Linked DNA regions of Sus scrofa: regions 1 and 2 are each linked to region 3. The links are chromatin contacts, called in public Hi-C maps. All regions are on one chromosome and are shown on one strand. The core of a region is the stretch at or near the end of the contact, and the rest is flanking DNA. Distances in the headings are between cores, read along the strand shown.

Region 1 (3,149 bases), core at 476-2,975, 100 kb after region 3:
ACAATCCCAAAGGATTAAAAAAACTCAAGGTTTTTTTTAATATAATGTGTAAATTTTCACATTCCAATCGCTAGTCTGACCAGCATAGAGTTGACCTCTTGGCACAAAATGAAAAAAAAAACCCAAGATTCAATGTGTTCCAGTGTCCTCAAAAAAAAAAAAAAAAAAATGATCTCATTGGAAGGATGACAACAGAAGAGGGAGTGACCAGTATTTTCGTAGGTCTATCCTGCTCAAGTTCCCCTTCCTCCCAGTAACCCACTAATTGAGTTTTTTAAATCTGTCCCATTCTTTTCTGCATTTTGAAAGGAATGAGTTGAAAAGGGATGTCATTTCTAACTCTCCTTCCTAAGACTCACTGCAGAGCCTGCTTTTTGTCCCCAAGCTGTCCAACTCCTGGGAGACACTGCTATTTCACGGCTGTCTTCTTAGCCCCACAAAATGGCTCCCTTTGTGCCACCTGCCCAGGACCCCAAAGCTGGCCACACATGACTGCGAGTCATGATCAATAAAGAGATGCTCAGAAAAAGTGGAATCTAAGCTTCCTCCATGCCTTGAGCAGGATCCCAGAGATGCCTTTATCCCACCTTAAAAAACAGCGTGCATGCAATTAGCCAAGACAATGTGGACATTCCCCACCGCATCCAAACCCTTCCGCCAAGTTAGGCAAGGGCTTGGAAAAGGGTCCCAGTTCAAACACCGTGCCCAGGGCCCTCTTCGACAAATGCAGTGGCAAGAGTGACCAGAAAGGCCCCGGATACGCAGGTGGAGATAGTACGGAAGAGACAATGGATGTCTCCGGCCCCGCCCAAGAACAGAAAACCTCTTCCTGCAAGCAAACCAGGGCCAGAGATGAACTCATTTGGCAAACGTCAAACGGGGAAGGCAAAGAGGTGGGATGCAAAGACCGAGGTCCGAAGGTTTGAGCGCAGAAAACCCACTCGGAGCGACTCGCTCCCCCTCCCGTTCAGAGGTGGGCGCGCGAGGGGAAGGAGCAGGGGTCTTTTCTTTGTTAGCAAAGGAGAGGCACTTCGCGGAGGGCTGACGGCTGGGTCCTGAATAGGGGTGGCGGTCGCGATGACCGGCCCCGCCCGAACACAAATGCTACATGCCATGCGGACCCGAGTGGGTAGGAGCTCGACAGACCCGATCACTGCGGCTGCGGATCTGACCATCACGCCGGGCGCAGGGCCGCCACCTGCCCTGGGCCAGAGTCACGAGCGCGTGGCCAGGAATGGGACAATGGGCACGGATCGAGGTGCCCCGCGAGCTACCCAGGCACCCGGAGCCCAAGACCACCTCCCCGGGGCCAGGCAGGCCACGCCGCAAAGAGGAAAAAGCGAACCCTCTCGGCACGTTCGTATTGGCAAAAAAAACCTCCGCGCCCTGAGCGCGAGCGGCCCCAGCCCTTCACAGCCCCTCGCTCCGGGGGAGGAATGAATGGGAGAGGAGCAGGAATCGGGCGGGGCCGGCGCGCTGGACTCGCCGGAGGCACAAAGGCGACGCCGGTAGCCGAGCCCCACCGCCGAGCTGGGAAGGAGCGCAACGCCTGGAGCACGTTACAGCCAACGACCGGCCGCCAGACCCGCCCGGCCCCCTTGGGCAGCGGCCCTCCAGCCCAATGAGCCCCGCCGCCTCACCGGGAGCTATTCCTGCTGTTGGGGTCGACGCCCTTGAAGGTGGTGGTGGTGGTCATGGCGCCAAGGAGCGAGGTAGCGAGCGAGAGAGCAGAACGCCGAAAGGGTCAGGTCTGAGGAGCGTAGGGTAGCTCCCCAGCCCAAAGCCGGCAACCGCTGCAGGAACCTCCGCCACCGACAGCCCGCTGGGTCGCCGCCTTTATAGGGCCTCCAAGCCCCGCCCCTGCCCCGACATCATTGGCCGATTCAAATGGACCTGTAAGCTTCCATTGGTCCCTGGGAGTGCCAAACACCCTGCGGCGTCCCGACAGGCCGAGGCTGCTCCTGCTCAGCCTAAACCCGCCTCCTTCCTGGCCAGAGAAGAGCTAGGGACGTTTCCCCTCCCCCACCCCCAAATCTCGGTGATGATTGGATAAAGGACAAACCTGCCCCGCGCACGGTACAAGTTGTGCTCCCTGTCACTTAAAAAAGTTACCTGATAAAGCGAAAAGCTCGCTGTGTGCGAGTTGAAATCCGCAAGCCGAGGGCAAATTTATCTTTCATTTATTTGCCTTTCTCAAGGTGGGTAGCAAGGTCATGCTCCCCAAGGGATGAAAATTACTGCTACACATTGACATGTATACAACTGAATACCTACTAAGTGTCCTGTTTGGAAACCTGACAGTCCCAAAGCAGCAGCACTATGAGTCAGCAACAGAAAGCACGCGAAGATGATCCCTTCTAAAACGATTGGAAATTCTTTACATTTTACTGTTACTCTTTAGCTGTAATGGGTGGTGCATACACTAGACCAAAATTACAGTCGTTCCGATCTGAGGACCTGTGCTTAATAAGTCTGGTTAACGCCCGGCTTTGGGGAATGGCCACATCCCTTACTGCTAAGACTATGGAAGCACCCCAGGCCTCTGCAGCTGTTTATAACCCTTAAGTCATGACTCTTCCACCTGTCTGGCTAAATCTATCCCTGCAACAAATGCAGACACACTTGGAGGGTTCAGGAATGACTGTTTACAAGATCATAATAGGAAAGTCTTGGGCAAACAAGGGGGTAGGCCTTCCCCGTCATGCCGATTACTCAAGGCAGATCTCTATTTCAGTATTTCCATAAGTGAACTACATTCCTTTTTGTGTGGCCGCCTCCTAGACGTTCATGAAAAGCCAAAGACAAGTTCTTCTCTTCTATAAGGCAGGATCATGTCTTTAAGGGCTTACCACAAAAGCTTGAAGCACACACTTGTTTGGATTAAAGTCTCCCCCTTGTTAAAGGCTAAGCCTAAATTTCCAAAACCTTAAAACAAACAAACAAAACAAACCTCTTCAGGCCAACCCAGCATGCATCCCCGGCTCAAAAATCATATCATTATTGGGAGTTCCTCTTGTGGCTCAGCAGGTTAAGAACCCGACTAGCATCCACGAGGAAGAGAGTTCAATCCCTGGCCTCACTCAGTAATTTAAGGATCCAGTGTTGCCGTGAGCTTCGGCTTAGGTGGCAGATATGGCTTAGATCCCTCA
Region 2 (3,392 bases), core at 869-3,368, 92 kb before region 3:
CACTACCTGCTCAAGCCACAGGCCTGGCACCAGGGCCAGCTGGGCCCCTGTCCCTCCACCATGATTTCCCAGGGCCTGAGATGTTCATGTTAACCCTCCTGGGGCCATCTCTTACACGCCTTTTCCCTGTCCCGGCCACCCTGGTGTCCAGGTCAACCTGAGTTCTCATAATTAAACTGCTGGGGCTGGCAGAGTGGTCCCCAGTGTCATTCAGCCCTAGGGAGCCCAGGTCAGTGGCCCTGGACCCCGTCTTCCTCAACTTCCAAACCCCTTCCCTAACCCTGATCCCTGGATTCAATGCCCATTCCTCGCCCTGGACAACTGGGGGGAGGGGAGAGGAAGCCTGTGGTGGGGGAGGGGCACAGAGGGAGTTAATGCAGGGGCTGAACTGAGTGACATTTTGTACTGTGAACAGTGCCCATAAATCCCAGGAATGAGCAGGGAGGGAGCTGTGTGAAATCCAGTGTGTGTGGGGGGGAAGGGGGCCTCTGGCAGGGGGGGCCCCTTGGACCCCAGGCTGGGGGGTGGGCAGTGAAGAGCTTCTCCTTCCCCAGCCCCACTTCAGGGCCCCTTTGAGGCTTCTGCCTCTTCTCTCTCATTCCCACGATGCCCCTCACTCTGCTTCCAGGGGCTGGCTACCCACCCAGGAGATCCCTCCCATCTTCCCTCACTCTGAAGCCCCTCCCACAGTCATGGACCCCCAAGTCCCAGCCCCTCTCCTCCTAGCCCTACATCCAGGTCACAAATGCCACAGGCCTCGGCCTGTTTCCCCCTCACACACTGGCCATCTCCAAGGCTCTGCCTTAGGGTCTGTCATAGGGACAGGGTGGCTCAGAGCAGGAAGGAAAGATGCCCTGGATTTGGGTGGGGGTCTCAGGGGCCCAGAGCAGCCTTGAGGCTCTCTTAGCCCTCCCCCCTCCCTCCCCCGCGGCGCTGGGGCGAGGGCAGGACTACTCACCCTCGGCTCACGATGAGCCGCAGGGACTCCAGATTGCCGTGGTATGCAGCCCAGAGGGTGGGGGTCATGCCATCCTCGTCGGGGGCGTTCAGCTCCTTCCTGGTGGCCTCCTTGAGGAGTTCCAGGTAGCCATCCCGAGCCGCCCGGTGGTACTGGTCATTCATGGCTCCTGACTTGGACGGGACTGGACGGACCGCCGGGGACCGGGGAAATGCCCCCCGCGGGGGAGGGCGGTGGGGTTAGAGCTGAGGCATGGGGTTAGGGGAGGGGGCCGGGCAGGGGCCAGGGCCGCCAGCCCCCGCCTCCTCAGACAGAAATGCGGAGCGCCAGAGCCGCCGCTACTGCTACTCGGACATCTGAGCCGCTCACCCGGCGGCAGGGAAGGTGGGGGAGGATCTCCCGCTGCCCAGAGGGCCGCCCCGGACCGCCCCTGGGTCCTAAACACCCTGCTCCCGAGCGCGCCGCAGTGACCTGCTCCCAAGCGCACAGGGCCCTGCCTCTCTCCAAAAGTGCCCACTCGAGCGTCCCGCCACGTAAAGCCGGGTCTGGGGACAGTCCCCACGCTGTCCTCACTAGTCCCCGTGCTGCAGCCCCCAATGTCTCCATCCGTCAAGGGAACGAGCCAAGGGCTGGGAGGGGTGTCTGAGGACAGCCCTGACCCCCAGGACAGTGGGCCTAAGAGGGTTATGAGAACCGACCGCCAGACGGTCAGCGATCTGGATTCGGTCGGCTCGTTCGCGGGAGATGGGCCGGCCGCGTTCCAGCAGGGGGCGCTAGAGGACTGGGCGAGAACTTCGAATCCAAGTCCCACTTCGTAGCATCCAGCGGAACTGGGACGGGGGAAGGGACAGAGGAAGAGAGAACTTCGACCACCGCGAAGGTGTCGGGGAAAGGGACCACGGGGTCTTGATCTTGGGGCAGCAACGGAGGACCACAAAGGTATAGGGCCACCATGGCTGGGAGGGCGTCTGGCTGCCTTCGGGCCCTTGGGGCGTCTCTTGAGCATCACCTCTCAGGACTCTGGGTGTCGAGATCTCGGGGCGCCAGGGCGCGGTGGGCGCGGGGGGTGGGGTGCCCTCTGGGTGCCGCAGTGCAGGGCCGCGCCCGAGCCTGGATGCGCCGAGGTGACAGGGCCGCGGGGGAGGGGGCGCCTCTTAATGGGTAAATATAAATCTCACCTTATCTGGCTCCCGTGCTCTCTTCCCTAAATTCAGCTCGGAAAAAAGATGGATCATGTGAGCGGGACTGAGAGGTTTATGGAGCTGAGCTCCCGCGGCTGTAAATCACCCTGCCCTCCCCTGTATAAAGCGTCCATCCAGCACGGCGTGAGAGAGAGGACAAGCTCCCCGCCCCCTGACCCCAAGCTCAGCGCGGGCTCTCGGCCCAGTCAGGTAGGTGTCCTGGGCTATACGGTCCACGGATTTGGGGAATGGGCCATTGGATGGGGTCCGACGGGGCTGCAGCCCCGTTTCCTTTTCTGCCCTCGATCAAGAGAACTGCACGACTGGCTTTTCTCTTCCCCATCTCCAGCGCTTCCTCCTCCACCCGCAGCCCCCACCCTCCCAGGGAAGCTCCCCGGTTCACAAATCTAGGGATAAGATGGAGGAAGGAGAGCCCTCGGGGCTGACCTGGGGTCCTGTCCATTCTCCCCCACAGTGACCCCTGCAAACTCCTCCAGTCGCTTTTTGCCATGTCCGAGGAGCTGCCCACCGGCCCCAAGGAGAGCCCGCCGGCGCCGCGGGCAGGCCCCCGCGAGGTGTGGAAGAAGGGCGGCCGCTTGCTGTCCGTGCTGCTGTCCGTGAACGTGCTGCTTCTCGCCTGCACGCTCATCAGCGGCGGCGCCTTCAACAAGGTGGCCGTGTATGACACCGACGTGTTCGCGCTGCTCACCGCCATGATGCTGCTGGCGGGGCTCTGGATCCTCTTCTACCTCCTTCGCACCGTGCGCAGCCCTGACTCTGTCCCCTATCGGGACTCACACGCAGGTCCCATCTGGCTCCGAGGTGCCTGGGGAGGTGGAGATGGAAGTGGGGTGGGCCAGGCGCAGAGCTGGAGGCAGAGGCTCTCGGAGGAATTGCTGGGTGCCCTAGGTAGACCGATGAGAAGTGCCCTCCCGGGAGGACCAGATGTGTCTGAGGATGAGGTGGGCTGTGCTGAAGGAGAAAAGAAAGGGAAAGAGTCTGGAAGGGGGCTGAGGGATGGAGAGGAATTTCTCTGCCCCATCTAAAGATTGAAAGAAGGTGGTCATGGAGAGACTTTGATGGAGAGCAGAAAACAGATGTTAGCTGCAATCGAAAGAGCCTACGGAAGGCCCTTCCCCTTATCTATGCAGCCCTAAAGAGATAGGGGCTCAAAAGGACATCCGTCCATCCACCCACTCAGTCATGTGCTCATCCTTCCATTCCCCCATTCAGCATCCCGCTGTCCATCCGTC
Region 3 (3,368 bases), core at 251-2,750:
GCTTACCTAGGAAGGGTGTTAAAAAGTTACCAAATGTAATTTGCACATCAATTTCCTCTACAATCTTTTTCTTTCTTTTTTTTAGGGCCGCACTTGTGGCACATGGAAGTTCCTGGGCTAGGGGGTCAAAGCTGCAGCCAGCCACAGCCACAGCAAAGCTGGATCCAAGCCACCATGTGCGACTTAGGCCACAGCTTGTGGCAATACCAGTCCGTAACCTACTGAAGAATGCCAGGGATTGAACCCGCATTCTCACGGAGAGGGCAGGCTATTAACCTGCTGAGGCACAAAGGGAACTCCGGCTCTACAATCTTATACAAACTTAAGGGGCTCTCTACCCGCTATTCATGTCTTATCATCCCCTGCAGCATTAGCACATACCCTGAGTATACTAGCAATACCCTTAAAAGAGGTATACAATACACGTGTGAATATGAGAGAAGATGGAAATGCATCACTGCCATTTCTTTTTTAAACAAAGACAGAATATGAGAAAATAGACATTAGGAAACAGATTGAAATATCAAAGGTCTTTACAAGCTATAGAGGGAGTCGCAAAGGAGATGGAAGAAATCTTCCCCAGGATCTTAAAAAAAAAAAAAAACCATTCGTCCAATACCTGCTGCTTCCTTTTGCTCTCAGGATAGCTAATGTTACCCAGAGGGGAGGGGAGGGACAGCTGACTTTTAAATACGCCAAACAAGTGCCCTCACAGAGACTATTCCAAGCACCAGCAGAAAGTAGGCTTCATAAATAAAGGGACTGTTGTCTTTTATTTACTACGGAATCCCCAGCGCCTAGAACAGATATTGCACACAGGAGGTGCTCAGTGAATATCTGTTGAACGGATAAACGAACCCTGCACTTGAGAGGCTCTGAAAGCTTCACACCCTCGAATGCTGGAACCCTAGTGTCACCCAGCAAGCTAAAACTATCTCCGAGAAACGTTTCCTCACCCTCCAAACCAGACTACTGAAGTCGGTCGCGCTGGGGCGGGCTAGACGAGACAAGGTTAGTAGAGGCGCCTAAGTCAAAGGCAGCAGGTCACAGAATGGTCCCTGCGACCTAGCGCTCGGGGGGAAGGGAGAGAAGGGGAGCGTGGAACAGCTGGGACACTGCCAGAGGGGAAACCGCAGGGCCCGGTGTCCTCGGCAAGGGTGCAACAAGGATCAGGCCCAGGTTTGGAGTCAGCAGGGCAGAAGAACCTGCAAGGGTCGCGACCAAGGGCCCCAAACCCCACTCACCTTCACCGACTCCGGAGGCCCTCAGTCCAAGGCAGCAAGGAACGGAAGTGGATCACCGGAAGGCCTCACCTCAGCCAATCCCAAAGCTAAAGGGACGGGCCTTGTTTCCCAAGACAGCCAATAGAGATGACGGCTACTTCCGGAAATCCCGCCCCCGGAGGCGGCCGCAGCGCCTCCACAGCACGGGTCCCCGGGCGCTGGTTGGGGGCGCTCCAGTCCCTCTCCCCCGGCCCCACCCCCGCCGATGGGCCGGCCCGGCTCTCCCTGCCGAGAGATGGGCCGGCCCGGCGGCGGGCGGGCAGCGGCGGCGGCGGCGGCGGCCCAAGATGGCGGAGCTGCAGCTGGACCCGGCGATGGCCGGGCTGGGAGGGGGTGGCGGGAGCGGGCTGGGAGATGGGGGTGGCCCGGGCCGCGGGCCCCCCAGCCCTCGCCCCGCTGGCTCCACACCCCGCGGACACGGCCGCCCGCCCACCGCCGCCGCGCAGCCACTGGAGCCGGGTCCCGGACCGCCCGAGCGGGCAGGGGGCGGCGGCGCGGCCCGCTGGGTCCGGCTGAACGTGGGCGGCACCTACTTCGTGACCACCAGGCAGACCCTAGGCCGGGAGCCCAAGTCCTTTCTCTGCCGCCTCTGCTGCCAGGAGGACCCGGAGCTGGACTCAGACAAGGTGCGCCCCGCCCTCGGGCGCGCCCCCGGCCTTCGAACCCCTTCGTTCCTCCTAGGCTGGTCCCCAGATTGCTGCGCCACTCTTCTCACTGGCGGGTTCCTCGGGCCGGGACACCCTTCCCACCTCTTTCCCCGTCAAGCTAACGCCAGGGGCTCTTCTCCATCCTCAGGCGCAGGCAGCCTTTCTCTCCTACCCCGCCCTTCGTTCTCAGCGCCTCCTACCCCACACTGTGCCCACTCTCACCCACGAGAATCCACTCCACACCCCTCCTCCGAATTCCTCTTTGCACCTCATCCCAGCCCCTCAGGTGTGCGTGAGTTTTTCCCTGGCTCCTCTTCAGCCCCTCACCGCCTGTGGCAGATGCATCCAGAACTGGGTCAGGATGAGCTAAGGCATCTTTGTAGCTTTCTCAGACTTCCTCTCGGACCCCTGTGCCAAGTTGGGTGAAGCCTGGGTCTGACGATGACAGCTGCAGGAAGTGCTTCTCGTGATATTACACATCTTTTCTGTGATCCTGGTCCCTGAGCTCGTATCTGGTAACTGTCACTGTTTCAGATCCATATTTGAGATCATATACATTCCTTGGAAAGAGGTTACCATTTGCCAGTGCAAATCTAAGCTGACCGGCTAAGACTAGTGAAAATGAAACCCAAAGAGTGCCATTGGGCAAAAGATGCGTGGCTGCTAACCAAAGAGTTGAGAGTGACAAGACACTTAACCCATTTTCAGTTTCAGCCGTTTGAATTTCTTTTTAACTTTATACGTTCATCTTTTAATTTCCAATTTATGGGCATTGACCATTACTTCACTGCCTTATAGCCCAGGTAGCACTCAGGTGTTCCTTTGCAACAAAGCTGGGGTTGGATAAACATTGGTCGATTTCATTTATTCATCTCCTGCTTCTCCAGTAATAAATCTCAGATTGAAGACCGGTCCTGCCCTAACTTTAAAGAGTTTCCAAAATCTTGCTCAGAAAAGAATTATTTTTATCTGCCCCCAGATTTTCCTCGTTGCAGTAGCAGCCAGTTTCTTCTTGTTCCCTTTACTGTAAAGATGAGTAGGATTAAAACTGCTCAGAGCCAAGTCCTGGCAGTGCCAAGCTTCCTCTGGGCACAGAGCTAGGATGTGTGAGTTACAGCTGCCAATGCACACTCCCACTGATGTTGGCCCTGAGCTCAGGAGCAATGCCAACTAAACAGAGGTTTTCTTGGAATTAGGAATGTGACTCGGGGACAATAGAGAAGTCAGTATGTCCATCTCACGCAAAAAATTTTGGTCCTGCAACCATAGCATTTTCTTCTTCTGTTTCTTAGTAACAAACGTTCCAAAGGAAGAATGTTGGTAATTGTTTCTGAGGGAAGATTTTAAAATTTCCAGCTAAAGCCTGGATGATGAATATCACTGTACATCTGTAACACCCTCCCTGGAATGACCTTAAAGTCGGAGATGCATAAAGCTA

The links. Hi-C and Micro-C count contacts between places; a contact is called where the count stands out from the background.
Region 1: a Hi-C map of omental adipose tissue shows a contact between it and region 3, with 1.6 times the contacts expected there. The contact joins the promoter of JPT1 here to the promoter of KCTD2 in region 3. A contact is called at or near these places in 8 of 47 Hi-C or Micro-C datasets (blood, fetal liver, heart right ventricle and 5 more) and 2 of 2 datasets of contacts at active chromatin or transcription factors (alveolar macrophages and skeletal muscle).
Region 2: a contact with region 3 is called in a Hi-C map of embryonic fibroblasts, with 2.8 times the contacts expected there. The contact joins the promoter of OTOP2 here to the promoter of KCTD2 in region 3. A contact is called at or near these places in 4 of 47 Hi-C or Micro-C datasets (embryonic fibroblasts, epiblast stem cells, heart right ventricle and 1 more).

What each region holds. Positions count from the first base shown.
Region 1 is chr12:6,138,089-6,141,237 of Sscrofa11.1, reverse strand. JPT1 (Jupiter microtubule associated homolog 1) reads right to left here and starts at 1,725. Exons shown (of 5, transcript NM_001048069.1): 1 at 1,641-1,725. The coding sequence starts at 1,696.
Region 2 is chr12:6,332,239-6,335,630 of Sscrofa11.1, reverse strand. OTOP2 (otopetrin-2) reads left to right here and starts at 2,118. Exons shown (of 7, transcript XM_003131218.3): 1 at 2,118-2,349; 2 at 2,615-2,961. The coding sequence starts at 2,649. It overlaps USH1G (Usher syndrome type-1G protein), which reads right to left and starts at 1,991. Exons shown (of 3, transcript XM_013980768.2): 1 at 959-1,991. The coding sequence starts at 1,122.
Region 3 is chr12:6,239,495-6,242,862 of Sscrofa11.1, reverse strand. It overlaps KCTD2 (BTB/POZ domain-containing protein KCTD2), which reads left to right and starts at 1,500. Exons shown (of 6, transcript XM_021066666.1): 1 at 1,500-1,909. The coding sequence starts at 1,571. It also overlaps a transcript of ATP5H not described here.